2 separate regions of the Bactrocera dorsalis genome follow, and region 1 is linked to region 2. The links are chromatin contacts, called in public Hi-C maps. All regions are on one chromosome and are shown on one strand. The core of a region is the stretch at or near the end of the contact, and the rest is flanking DNA. Distances in the headings are between cores, read along the strand shown. Region 1 holds the start of LOC105226782 (patj homolog). Region 2 overlaps LOC105226783 (retinol dehydrogenase 13).

What was found. Hi-C and Micro-C count contacts between places; a contact is called where the count stands out from the background.
Region 1: a Hi-C map of whole body shows a contact between it and region 2, with 4 times the contacts expected there. The contact joins the promoter of LOC105226782 here to the enhancer-like site in region 2. A contact is called at or near these places in 2 of 2 Hi-C or Micro-C datasets (both in whole body).

The regions. Positions count from the first base shown.
Region 1 is chr2:2,807,579-2,810,720 of ASM2337382v1, forward strand. It overlaps LOC105226782 (patj homolog), which reads right to left and starts at 1,285. Exons shown (of 3, transcript XM_049447400.1): 1 at 1,007-1,285.
Region 2 is chr2:2,757,434-2,760,736 of ASM2337382v1, forward strand. LOC105226783 (retinol dehydrogenase 13) reads right to left here. Exons shown (of 5, transcript XM_049447405.1): 2 at 963-1,600; 3 at 385-448. The coding sequence starts at 1,593. Among protein-coding and RNA genes, the nearest start is that of LOC105226783, 4.8 kb to the right of the region's middle. Within about 2 kb of position 1,483, the one cell type or tissue checked has open chromatin away from gene starts, as enhancers often do.

The DNA of each region.
Region 1 (3,142 bases), core at 35-2,534, 50 kb after region 2:
CGCTTTCGGGGTGTACTAATTTCTATCTTATGCGGACAGCAGGAGGTCTCGCTTTAAACACATACATACATTCATATGTGTGCATGTGTTTGTGTGACGAGCTGGGTGTGTGTCTGCTGTTGCCTTTTCAGGCTTGGATTGCGACTTTTTTATGATCTGCAGTCGACACTGACTTTCGCTGACTCTCACTTTGGCCTCCGCATGCTACGGTCGCTCTTTGGTTGCTCATACGCCATGTTGTGCCAAATTAATATATTCTAGCACACAGCGTTTCCTTTTCATTATTCCGACACTTCTGCTTGTTTTGCTTACAATGTTGGAAATAAATGTGCTACGTGTGTGTGTGTGTGTGTGCCTACAAGTGTTAGTGTGTATGTGTATGCTACTATTGAGCCTTCTTTTTGTTTTGGGTGTGCGCTGATTTGGAGCTTGCCTCTGATCTACCAGCGCCCGCCGCTCGCTGAATACATGCACCTTGTCTCGCGAATTATTCAAGCCTTGTGGGGCGGGCTTTGTGAAATATTATTGCGGTCACTTTCACTTTTCATTACGCCTGGACTTTTTTCTTTTGATTGTCGCATAGCCAAGCATATGGTACACCTACATGAATGCTCAAAATATGTGTGTATGCGTTTTCATAAAGAGTTGAAAGTTCGCGCTGGCGCTGCCAATGACCTGGCCACACCAACAAAGCGCACCAATTTGTTTGTGAATGCACAAACTTCACGCACACAAGGGCTCGCCTAGCAGTATGTTATTGTGTGTGTGTAGTTTAATTAGGCGCTGAAAGTGAGTTTGTTGCTTCGCATTTGCCCACGCAAGACTTCATGCGACAACTTCACCTCAATTGAATTATTATTTAGTTACGACCAACACAACACCGCACCGCGCCACACAGCTCAGCTCAGCCCGTTTCGCACCGCTTATATTGATTTAACAATTTAAGCTACGACATTCCGCACGAATCACTCACATTTTCACAAAAGCCATTTTTCACTTGGCATACCGTGTGAATTCGCACCAAAAACTTAAAGATTTTCAGCACTTCTTGAATCTCTTAAATAATTTTTCTTTAGATTTTCTTTCTTTCCACTTTTTATGTAATTATTCACACGAACTTCTAAATAAATGCTCGCACTTCGTTCACCACAAGTCACTAAAGTACTACCGTAAATATGTATATTTTCAGAAAGCAGAAAGTGTTATAAAAAATCTTCCTGTCTTTTCTTCTTATTTTCGGTGGTGAACGCGCGCGATTTCACCAGCAGCACCTTCACGCTACGAGTCTTCTCGGCCGATTGAAGTAGCGCTCGCCACCGTTGGCTGCTAGGCGCTGTCGCTCTCTTGTGTTCCACATACGCACTGTGGGCACTCAGCGCCACTATTGTTAATGGCTTTGTTGTGTTCCTGCTTGCCGTTCGAGCGCTCTCCCAACAACCGCCGTATCCGCCAAGAAACAGAGTCCAAGTCCATGTTTGCGCAAACTCCAATGGGGGTACACTCTCGCTCTCAGGTCTATAGTTTCCAACAGGCAATATTTACACATGAAGTTGGCGGCGGTTGAACAAAAGCTAAAAACCGCTATTTTTAGCCAATTCGAAACTGTTTGAATATTACTCACTTTTTGGGAGTATTTTTACTTCCGCTTGGTAAATTTAACTAAAACTCATTAATGCGTTATATCGCAAATGGTCTGAGTACTGGGAAAAGTTATTCTCCGTTTGGTTCCATATATGGTCTCAGTACACGGCTAGTATTTTAAGGCCACTTAATCTGTTGGTAATAACGCGATACTACTTATTATGGTGCTAGAATGTCAGCGTCCACATTTGGTAATTTGTCACATCGTTCGGGTCTTGTTTGGGAACAAAACGTGACGATTATTAGTTCGCCAACTCTGACAGAGCGCCGATTTTCAATTAACGCTTCGATTTAGGTTTCTCTCGCCAAAGATTGGCTTTGCCCTAAAATAATCATTTTATCAAATACTTTTGGGTTCATTAAATGATGTGATTGATTAGCCTGAGGAAATCTACTATTTATACTACGCTGACAATACCGGCTAATCACTTTTTAGCTAATGAAGTATATCAATCAAGGTGACAACCATTGCCAAAACAATAATTAATTATCGAGTAAAGCGTTCAAGAGGAGACAGCTGGACACGTTAATTACACTACTCAACAAATCTGAAGGAAAGAATTGCAACTGATGTGCTAAGAGGTTTGTGGGGTATTTGAGGTGGCCTGATTACTACATGTTAGGAAATGTTTATTATCATTTTTGGTTTTAGAGACCCAAAATTAGCAAACAGCTTCTAACATCACAATCAAAAAATGACTGTAAATTAGTGTTATATGGTATGTAACTGGTGATCCAAGCTGAGGAACTTCTTTTTAATAGTTTTGTTTGGCATTTAGTCATGTAAAGACTTACGCCTGAACAACGTTTACAAATCGTTCAACTTTATTAAGAAAACTCACGTTCTGTAAGGAAAGTGTTTCAAGTGTGTTGGGGGACCGTTATCGCGCTATCATAACCGACTATTTGATGCATGAAATTGATGATCATGATTTTGGACACATTTGGTTTCAACAAGACGGCGTTACTTCCCACACACCGTAGATAATTTCACGTTTTGGGGCCGGTCGATTGATAGCTAAAAAGGTGTAATATCATACTGTTAGACTTTTTCCTATGAGGAGCAGAACATCATCTGTGTCATTCTCAACGGTTGGACTGTCTGAGACGTAGCCGCAACCTACAGTTGAAAGAGATAATCTTCAAAAAGTAAATGCCAAAGAATGTTCTTTCGAATGATGATAAAAATTCACCGTTAAATTTGAAGTTTCTGTGTTTTTTTCGTTAAAAAAGTAGAGAACCTTGAAATGAATCCCCTCTTATAAGAAAAAGAAGAAATTTAAAGAACATTCATTACGATCCAATTCGATATCGACGGATAGTTTCGTTGGAGTGAGGAGCATGGGTTAAACCCTCCTAAGAGTGTAGCATTTTTATATATTGAACAGTGAATATTTTTCACTCAAATGTGACGAAATTGGTGCTTAAAAGTATTTTTGGGACCTCGGCGACCAAATAAGTTTGAAGTTAAGGAACTGGCAACATTGTACAATGAAGATTG
Region 2 (3,303 bases), core at 233-2,732:
GTGGTTTGCTGAATTTCGCCTACAAGGGCACAAGAGGCAGGAGAGGCTAGAAAACATGCCGAAATTGCGGTTGGTGGCAGTAAATAGAAAGCCATAGTCACTTTCAGAGACTAGCTGCGACGAAAGCCTCTCTGGCTTGAATTTTTCTAGAAAACGTTTTATAAATAATTATAATTCCATGATGAATAATAAGCTTAATTCCTATTGTTAGCCAGATTGTGCAAACTTCCTTAGCGCTTAAACTTCTTACTTCGTTATTAATTAAATTGCTTAGTAAAAAAAAACATATTATTAAAGCTCCGCGCTAAAAAACAAAATCAATTAGCTTTTAGCAAAATAATAAAAAAAGAATAAAAATTATAATTAATTGGAGGCTCAACTTACTTGCGTAAATGGCCCGTGCTGCGCACAAGCCCAGGTGTGCAACAATTGACCGTCAGTGGAGTGCCTGTGAAAAGCGAAATAAAGCAAGTGAACAGCCACATAAACACAAAAGATGCAAAAAACAAGGCAGGCAAAGTGAAACGAAAATATGAAAAGCGCAAAAACGATTTAAACTCAATTAAAATCACTTTGGCAAAACGTGTTGAAGTTACCAGCAAGGGCAACAAACAACACGCCCCGCCGAAATAAAACAAGCAAACAAAGGCAATAAAGAACAGCAACAGCAACTGCCACAAAGAAGGAACAAGCGCCGGCAAGAGCTAAGCCAACAAGGTAGCCGACTATTCAAATAGGGTGGCGGCGCCAGCAACCCCCAACTACGCAAGAAATACAAAGGTTCGCGCTTGGCTGTTGTGGCGCACGGCTGTGCGGCATTTTGCCAAACTTTTGCCCAACCGTACATACACACATACGTGTTAATAAATGTGACGGGATAATGTTCTCGTGAACCTTTTTGCTTGTAATACCGTTGTGTGCGCGGCCCCACCCTCTATGTTGTAGTATGTGAGTGTACTTACCTTTCAATTGGCGCGCCAGCCAACGCGTTGCCAGCATGACGGCCAGCTTGGAGTGAGCGAAAGCGTCACGTGCATGGAACTTCACCGACCAAGTGCCCACATTGAGCGGATCGTCGAAATCGATTTTGGCCGCGGCATGGGCATGTGCCGTCACATTTATCACGCGCCCGCCGCTGGGCGAGCGTCGCAAGTGCGGTAGCAGCAGTTGTGTCAGCAGAAAGTGCGATAGATAGTTCACCTGCAGATGCTCCTCATAGCCGTCGACGGTACGCCCGCCTAGTGAGCCGAATATAATGCCCGCATTGTTTATCAACACATCGATGCGCTCGAATTCGCCGGTGATGCGTCGCGCAAACCGATGCACGCTTTCAAAGGAGCGCAAATCCAGATAGCGCGCCTCCACAAAGAACTCGCCCTCCGCATCAGCGCCGATACGCTGGCACGTTAGCTCGCGCTTAATAACCCTTGCCATGCGTTCCCCTGCGGCCATGTTGCGGCAGGCCAACACAATGCGGCCACCGCGCGCCGCCAGCGCTTTAGCAGTCTCCAGGCCGACGCCGCTATTCGCGCCCGTCACAATAACTATTTGATCGCGTATTTGATTGTCGTTGGGGCAGCGTTGGCCGCTCATCAGTGTGCTGCAAAGAAGAGTTGCGTTTTATTGAAATTTGCGTTAGGTGTGTGGAAGAGAAAAGGGAAGAGGTATTTGCAATGTTGTGCAAATGTGGTGAATAGTTGGATCAACAGCGCTTTAATTCGGTCGATGTGTTGTTGCAATAACACGGTTGTGCGGTTTGCCGCTGGAGTGCATTCTCTCTGGCTGCCACGCCACGCGCCTCTGCGTCGCTATAAATTGCCTACATGCAGACACACATCCACACATGCGCACCGTTGCATGCACCAGTGGAGGTGGCACGGCGTGAAATCGCTAATTAATGAACAGTTTGAGCAAGCAACGTGACATTTAGACACATACACACACACGTCCGCATAGGCGTAATGGTGCCGCCTGCTCCGACCGCAGGCCTGCACACACGCACTGCAGTGCTGGCGTAAATGCAAGTTGCATGTCACATGTTGCGGCTTAGCAATTACATTGACATCCAGTCAGCCTTGTGTTTATTGTTTCAATTGTCCTTCGGTGTGTGCTTTCTTCTGTGGTGTTAAGCTCAATTAACCTTCAAAGCTATCAATTGGATTTTCTGCTCTCATCGTAATGCTGCATTGAATTGCTGAGTAATTCTGATTTATTTCACAAAAACACTGACATCTCGCAGTAATATATGTATATATTTAAATATAGATTTTAAACAGCTGCAAGGAACTTTGACTTCGATTGTGTGCAAAAGGTGGGTAAGGCGGTTTAAATTAAGCAAAGGACATCAAAAATTGTGAGAAGGTATTCCAAAAAACATTTTCAGGTCGTTATTTGAATAAATATATGTATCTCTATAAAAATAAGGAATCTTTTATTGATTACTAAATGTTTTTAGTATCTTTAAAATATTTATATTATTATAACGCGTCTAGCACAAACTTCTAATAAGTACTATTAGACCAAATTTTGGCATACTACTGTGAAAGATGAATTTTGTTATATTTTTAAAATCTTTATTTATTCTTGGAAATCCATTTCATCTCCTTCAAAGTAATACCCTCCCGCTGCAATACACTTATGCCAACGAATTTTCCAGTCATCAAAGCACTTGGAAAAATTCTCCATCGTTATGGCCATCAGAGCCATCTTCGATTCAGCTTTTATATTCTCGACTGTGTCAAAACGGTGTCCTCGGAGCGGTCTTTTGAGTTAGTGTGAGCCAGAGCTCACACTGCACCAAATCAGGCGAATACGGTGGTTGCGGAAGGATATTTGTTAAACTTTTTGGCAAAATGATCACTAATAACCTATGCAGTATGAGATGGTGCATTTTCGTGGTGCAAAACCAAGGGCCTTTGGCCCACAATTTTAGCCTCTTGAGGTAATTATCTTCACATAAACGGCGCATAACGCTCAAATAATATTCCTTCTTGCCATTTTGGCTCGGCGGAAGGAATTTACAATGCACCATGATAATCGAAGAAAACTGTCAACCTTGATTTTTGAGCGACTTTGACGTGGGTTTTTCGGTTTCGGCTCGCCTTTAGCACGATATTCGCTCGATTGATCGGTTGTTTCGGGATCGTAAGCGTAGATCCAAGTCTCATCTCCAACTATGATGCATTTTGATAGTCGGAAAGCATTGTTTCACAGATGTTAGCACGACGGTCTTTTTCGAAAATATAGAGTATTTTTGGAACCAGTCGAGATTTGACTCTTCTTCAAAATCGGCTGCATCGATCC